2 separate regions of the Mus musculus genome follow, and region 1 is linked to region 2. A link is a contact called in public promoter capture Hi-C data. All regions are on one chromosome and are shown on one strand. Each heading gives the region's core, a stretch centred on a gene start, on an enhancer-like site or on the middle of the called end of the contact. The rest is flanking DNA. Distances are from core to core; before and after follow the strand shown. Region 1 holds the start of Pantr1 (POU domain, class 3, transcription factor 3 adjacent noncoding transcript 1). Region 2 holds the start of Tfap2b (transcription factor AP-2 beta).

Region 1 (3,435 bases), core at 936-3,435, about 23 Mb before region 2:
CGGGTCCCCGCCGGCCCCGCCGCCTTCTCCGCCGCCTCCTCCTCCGCCGCCTCCGCCCCCGCCGCCGCCGCCGCGGCCCGGGGCTGCAGCTGCAAGGCCGCTTGGCAGGGCGCGGGGGTCGCCGGCTAGCCTCGGTCAGCAGCAGCCGCCGCTGCAGCAGGAGCAGCGCCCTGGGGAGGGGGGATCGCTTCTCCGGGCGAGCTCCGTGGCCAGCCCCTTCAGGGGGGGTCGTGGTCTCCCCCCTGGCCGGGAGCGATCGGCTGGCTCCAGCGAGGCTCGCCCACTGGGGCGGGGACCCGTACTTCGGGCGCTCTCTCGGGGAGCAAGGGCTCCGCGGCTCCTCCTGTCCTCGGACGAGTGCGGACTCTGGCCCGGCACAGGGCTCTGTCCACCTGCTAAGCGAAGGTTTCACGGGAGACAACAAAGGACGAAGCGGTTCCTTTCTTCCTTGGCCAAATTGTGGGTGGCCAGCAATCTGGCCGCTCCTAGTTGGTCCGCTGTCTTCCCTGATCTTCAGCAACACATCTTACTGTTTCCCCTTACTATAGTAAAACTTTTCCGGTCCTTACAGGCGTGGTGATGCTGGCGGCTCGCGTCTGCGGAGTGGGGCGGCTGGCTCCTGTTCTGCCCCCCTGGTTCGCTTCTTTCAAGTTTTGTTTTGTCCTAGGAAAACTTCTTGCGATGGTGCATTTCTCTGAAGTTGTTATTGCCGGAGCTCTTGGACGTCTCTGAAACAAGAGTCCCTTTTCATGTTCCTCGCGACACTCACAGTCTGGTGCGACATCTTTCCTTTTGGGTAGAAATTAGGAAACAAATATAACAAGGCAAAAATTGAACAGGAAAAAAAAATGTCGAATTGTTCTGTTACCTTGTTGCTGAAGGTTGGGGTTGATGTTTTATTTTTTCCCCGGCAGTTGTCTGGAGAAGGAGGAGGAAGAAGAGTGCATTGGTGGAGGTGGAGATGTGTGTGTGCATACAGGGAATCCTTGATACACAACCAACTCCTGTGGGCACGTTGTACCGCTCCTAGAGTACCCGACGGCGGGCGCGGGAGCAGGCGTGCCGGGGCAGAGTTGCAGCCGGAGCTAGCTCTGCGCCCGGATTCTCTCTCTTTCTCTCTGTCTCACTTTCCCTCTCTCTCTCACTCTCTCTCTCCCTCTCTCCTTCTCTCGAGCGCCCGCTCCCGCTAGGATCTGACAGTTCGCTCTCCGTCCCTCCCTCTCAGAGCAGGGACTGTCGAATGTTTACCCTCCGCCGCAAGCGCGCACCCACCACCACACTTTCCCAAATACAAGGAAGTCGAGCACCAGGGCCCCTGCTGATTGGCTACCCGCTGGGTGATTGGCAAGCCTGGAATGACTGGCTTAGGACGCCTGGCCCCCCTTCCGGCCGTTCCGATTGGTTGCTTTTTAATTTAGGCAGAGCGTCGTAGAAGCTGGAAATCTGTTGTCCCCCCCCCCCCGCCCCATCCTCCCTCCTCCGCGCCACTTTCCCCTCCACGCCCCTCCCCCTCCGCCCCCTTCGTCGTCCCCCCCCCTCGCTCCACCCCTCCGCCACATCTTAACTCTTAGTGTCCAGCCCAAACGTCTGCGTTCCCTTGGCGGCTCCCTGTGTTCGCGATTGGTCTGGGGGGGTTGGGAGAGAAATGGAAGAGAAAAGGAGGGGGCGGGTAGAAGGGGGACCAGGAGGAAAATGAAGAGGGGAAAAAAATCTTGAAAAATAGCAGTCTACCCATTCTACCTAGACTGCGTTGTGTCGCACCCCCACCCCACGCGAGAGATTTGTAAAGCGCGCGCCGCGGATGTACGTTCAAGCTAATACCTATAGACAGATGTGTCCCCACTGGTTTCAAAGTTTCCTCTTCCCTTCACGCGCGGGCCCCCATCTCTGTCCTGCAGGAGGTGGGAAAGGAAGGCTTGCCTCGCGCAGAGCTCCTGTGGCCAAGCTTCTTGGAAATCCGCCACTGCAACTTTGTGCAGCCGCGGCGCGCCGGCGGCGACCCTCTTTGTTTAAGTTCTCGGATGCCATCATCTGGGAAACCTGCAGCCCTGTACCAGCGCGGGGCCCGCGCGTGCGAGTCCGACCGCTTGCTGCGGCTGCTCGCTCTCCAACCCCCCCTCCCTCCTTTCCTCCCTCCCACCCACCCTCCTCTGGGATTCTTGCAAGTATCGTGCGTGCCCTTGTGAGTTTGGAGGGTGCCGGTCAACGAAGCCACGCGAGGTATTTGAAAGGCAATCAGCCCGACCGTCCCCCTAGATTCATCGTAAGTGTATTCGATCCCAATGCCTTTAGAATGCAGTGTCTGCCTCAGCTCGCCTAGAGGGCCTAGGGCTGCTAGCTGCTCACCCGCCCCCCACCCCGGTCCCCTTTACCGCTGACTCGTGTGTGTGTGTGTGTGTGTGTGTGTGTGTGTGCGTGCGTGTGTGCGCGCGTGTGAGTGTGTTCATTGGTGGGGTTTTCACTCGCTTGCTATTCTTGGGCATGGGGACGCTTTATTTTCCTCTTTCTTTGGGTCTCAGGTTTTGCGAGGTGGCTGTGACCGCTGTCGACAAGTGCTTTCTCAGCCGCAACCCAGCTGAAAGAGTTAAGGGGCCCGGGAGGAGGAGTGCGCCCGGTAGGCGGGAGAAGAGGGGGTGGTGTGGTGTGTGTGTGTTGGGGGGGGGGGGGACGACGCGGCCAAGCGGAAACGCCGCACAGAGGAACCTCAGCGAACCAAGAAAAAAGAGAAAGTGGCAACGAAAACAAGGACAAATTAAATCCTCCTTGGGGATTTCCAATGAACTAACCCAATTCGGACATTCAATAAATACACGACTCTTAATGAGTGTGCGTGTGCTTGCACCCCGCACCCTCAGCTGCAGGGCACCGGACCGCAATCTGCAGTTTCTAGTCCAAGCAGCAGCCGAGAACGTAACCCGGCGGTCGGTGTGCTCCGAATATAAAGAACTGGCCTGCCTTCTCCCCGATGCATAATTTCTCTAGAGGGCTCACTTCTGTGAACTCAGTTACAGAGGGAGCTCTCCAGCTCAGCAGCAGCCTCGCAGCCTCTGCGTGATCTCGAGATTAACCGTAGACGCGGGGCATTTATGTAGGATCGGGTCCAGCTCCTGCTTGCCGGGGTGAAAAGATACCATCGTAGAAACAGATCTAAAAGGCAGCAGTAACCAAAGCCCCAAAACAGAACGGATTCCCCCCTCCATTCCAAAAGGTTCCTTTTTATATTTATATATGCGTATATGTATATATAAAAGATGGAACACAGATTTCATTGAATAAATCTGAGATCTCCAGGTGCAGACGTTTGAATAGTCGGTGCCAGCACCCCGTGTTTTCCTTTCCTGCCGATTTTGCTTGGATCCGGCTCAAAAACCGAAAGAGTCTCGTGGTTTTGTTTACACTGAATGGGGAGGATAGGAACAGAGCCATGGGGCCGCC
Region 2 (3,773 bases), core at 491-2,990:
TCTCTCTCTCTCTCTCTCTCTCTCTCTCTCTCTCTCTCCCTCCTCTTTCCTGTCTCTCATTTTCTTCTTGACTTCCTTTTCTTCTACCTTTCTCACTTTCTCATTTACCTCTAAATGAGGTCGTAAGAATGGCAGATCTGGGGGACCCTGGCCACTGGCTCTAGCCGCTCTACCCAGAAAACCTGAGGAGTCGCGGCCACACACCGGACCCAGTTAAGAGCGGTAGGGACAGAGCTAGCGCCTGCCTCCGGACTCTTCTTAGCTGAGCAAGGCTAACACCGCGGTGCTGTCCCAACACCTACAAGGCTCACGGTTCAGATTTCTTTCAGAACCGGTTACTGAGTCTGGGTTGTCCACCTCTGCCCGGTGGCCCAGCCTCGTGCTGCTGTGCTGCTGCGGGTAGCTTTCCAACTTTTCTTCCCCCGCCTCTGCTTCCCTCTTCGCTAAACCCCTTTCGCTTTTTTTTTTTTTTTTTTTTTTTAATCCCGATCCTCAGATATCTTGGAGCTTCGGAGTCTGCCTTCCCTCTCTCGACGTCCCCTTGAGCCTTACTTTCCTTTCCTCTTGAGCTCAGCTCCCCAGCTCCCGGGTTGTGGCGCGGGATCCCTCATCTGTCCCCAGCCGGGCCGCTTCCCCTCGCCCGCCAGCTGGAAGGGCAGCCGGACAGCCTCGCTCGACGCGGACTCCGGAAGCTCTCGGTGGCGTCCGACAAGGCGGAGGGAAAAGCACGGGAGGGATGCGCTTGCCTGGGGACCGGTAGCGGGTAGCACGAAGTGTGGGCAGGCTTCGTTAAAAATGCCCACACGCTGGCGGCTGCCATCTCTGCTTGGAACCACTGACCCGCAAAGAATCAAAATACGACAAAACAAAAATAACAAACCGCGCTCTCTCCCATACGGTACTGGATTTGTTCATACATCCCTCCTTTCCCCTCGCTCTCCCTAGATATCTACCCTCTACCTGCGTACGTTGGTTACCGATTTAAAAAAAAATATTAAAAGTTTAAAAAGCAAAAATTAAAGTCCCAGTCGGCGTGAGGCTTAAAAACCCGATTCTGTCCCGTACTCAAAATGAGGAGAGACTGTTTTTCCCTCACTGTTTGCCTGAATTCCTGGCTCCACGTTACCTACCAGAGTCTACAAGGGGAAGGAGAGAGCCGGAGAGAAAGAAAAACAAAAAGGAAAAGAAAATAGCTCCTAAATTAAACTTCTCACATTCCAACCTTAAAAGTTCCCTTTCTGGAGAGCAAAGTCTCCCAGAGCCAGCCTTAGAAAACTTAAAGAAACCTCAGAAACCCGATCAGAAATCTACGAGTAAATAGCTTAAAATATATCAGCTGGGGTGTCAAAGAAGCTCCAGTTTTCTATCTCCAAAGCTCTAAAATGCATCTGGGGTGTCCGCTCACCTCATAGATGTCTTCGTACTTGACATTCTCCACGAGTTTCCAGAGCATGATCGCAGCCTGGTCTCTAGGAGGTGAGTGCATTCATGTGAGGAGCAGATGTCTGGTTTCTCAGGACTCCGCTGTCTGTAATGATCCATCTATAATTGGAAATGGGGGATACACACCAAATCCGACGCTCCTCTCCCATCGCAACTTATATCTGTTGTCTCAAACAATAGGCTGGAGAAGTAAGCCTCAGCAGACAGAAAAACATTATTGCACACAGGACTTAGATACAACGCGCACGCATACACACACACACACACACACACACACACACACACACACACATGCGCGCGCGCGCGCGCACACACACACACACGCACATGCACACATATATATTATAAAAAATCATAAACATGAATTTACACGCAGATAGTCACATTAGTTACATAAACACCTCTGGGTCACAGAATCCACAGACTAACCGTGCATTTAAAGGGAATATAGTGGTTCAAAACGAGAAATATAAATAGATACATTAAAAATCTGTTTTGAAAATGGCGAATCAATGCAGCCACTAACTAAAGTGTTTTAATAATTGACAATGAGAAACCACGCACATCAGTCCCCAAATTTTCTACATAGTTTTTTTTTTTTTTCTTTTAGGAGAACCATTACTGAGATTTTAAAGACAGTTTTCCTATTCTTGTATATTTAGGGGAGCATTAAAAAAACACCACTAGATTTTTGACTTTGAGTTATATTTCTCTATTGATGCAACCTTATAAAAGTATCATTGTGGAACAAGAATAACACCACTATTTACCACAATGGTTTCTGATATTTTGCTCATTGTGTCTAACACATTTGGAAACTTGAATATCTTGTGGACCCTACAATCTATATTGCTTGTTGCTTTAGGGATTGTTCTATATTTTTAGTGGTTCCTTGGTGTCTTTCTGTTTGCCTGGAGTCTCCATTTTATTAAGTTTTTTCTCTTCCTTTACATGTTGGAAACAACAAAGCACACAATGTTAATCTTGAGACCTTTAACAGGGGTATAGAACATTTTGTATTTGGGTTTATTGCCTGTAATTTGTGATTTTAATCTGATAGACTTGAGACAAGAACACCCAAATCTTTGAGAAGGTTTAAGCTTTGTACTGTTTAAGGAAACAGTGGGAAATGTTTTAAGATGTACAAGAGCAAATATTGTTTGGCCATTTTGCATTGGGGTAGATTTTCTTTTGAATATGTGCTTTTTGAAGTTTAGTTTTTTAAAAAATATTTTCAAAGCATAAATAACAACAAGTACAAAGTTTAACCACTAACCTACCCTCAAGTGGGCACCCTGTAAGGCACAGGATTTTCTTTTTTTTAATTTCATGAGGAATTCTATATTCACTAGCTCCCTCTCCTCCCCATCTTTCCACCCTTTCTGGGTTCTCGGAGGGTTCCCTGGAGTCAGTAGGGAGGCACTGAAGAAGATCTTGGCCCCTGGGGCAGAAAATAAATGACAGGAGGGAATGAGGAGGGTTGGGGTAATTTGGGGTGGAAGTTATTAAACCTGATGAGGGTGAATCTGTAAAGGGAGATTGTCTTTAAACTCCAGTGCATTCTAGAGCTCCGGCAGGGTCGGAGGCTCCGTGAGTAGGAGAAGGCTTCAGATAGACTAGGAGGAAGACAGCGGTTCCTAACAGCCAAGCTGAGGACTCCTACCTCGCAATGAACAGTCCTGTAGATCTATTATTGTTACTGTTATTATTATTAATTTACTGTAAGTCAAATGAAGGAAATGCAGGGTGCTTCAGGCAGAACTTGAGAAACACATCTTTTTCTCTATTCCCTGTTGGATTTCTTTTCTTCCTTTTCTTTTCCTCCTTCTTCTAACCCCTCCTTCCCTTCTCCCTCCCTCCCTCCCTTCTTTCCTTCTTTCTCTTTAGATCTTCTCCTTCTAGTCTTTCCTTCCTTCCCCCTTCCTTCTTCTTTCCTTCCCCTCTTCCCTCTACTAAAAAGAAAATATTCTTAAACTACACAGAACAAGGCTAGTCTTCCAGCGTCAGCAGATATGTCTCCCTTTCGCCACCAGAGATGGTTGGGAGACAGGAAATCGTTCCTCTTAATGTCGTTGTGTGGAAGGACTTAAAGTGGATTCCACACTCTTTCACTAAGTCATCCTCTACTTGATAATTTGAAAGATAGACGTTATAGATTTGGAAATTAAAATTCCCCAGGCACAAACTTATTAACAAGATAATTTACATCCCTCTTTTTTAAATCTTTAACTGCTAGGTTTTAATTGTCTAAAGATAACCTTAACCCAAACCAAACAGCATCTGGAAAAAGCTTTCATTATTCTCTAAGTTCGTGTATTCATGTTTTAAAA

The links. Promoter capture Hi-C pulls out the DNA fragments that hold promoters and counts their contacts.
Region 1: a promoter capture Hi-C map of embryonic stem cells shows a contact between it and region 2. The contact joins the promoter of Pantr1 here to the promoter of Tfap2b in region 2. A contact is called at or near these places in 2 of 39 promoter capture datasets (cranial neural crest and embryonic stem cells), 5 of 484 Hi-C or Micro-C datasets (embryonic stem cells and epiblasts) and 1 of 115 datasets of contacts at active chromatin or transcription factors (embryonic stem cells).

What each region holds. Positions count from the first base shown.
Region 1 is chr1:42,693,575-42,697,009 of GRCm38.p6, reverse strand. Pantr1 (POU domain, class 3, transcription factor 3 adjacent noncoding transcript 1) reads left to right here and starts at 2,185. Exons shown (of 4, transcript NR_027826.2): 1 at 2,185-2,263. Pou3f3 (POU domain, class 3, transcription factor 3) reads right to left here and starts at 1,242. Exons shown (of 1, transcript NM_008900.3): 1 at 1-1,242. The region is part of intron 1 of Gm46091 (predicted gene, 46091); the gene reads right to left.
Region 2 is chr1:19,206,881-19,210,653 of GRCm38.p6, reverse strand. It overlaps Tfap2b (transcription factor AP-2 beta), which reads right to left and starts at 1,740. Exons shown (of 7, transcript NM_009334.3): 1 at 1,406-1,740. The coding sequence starts at 1,486.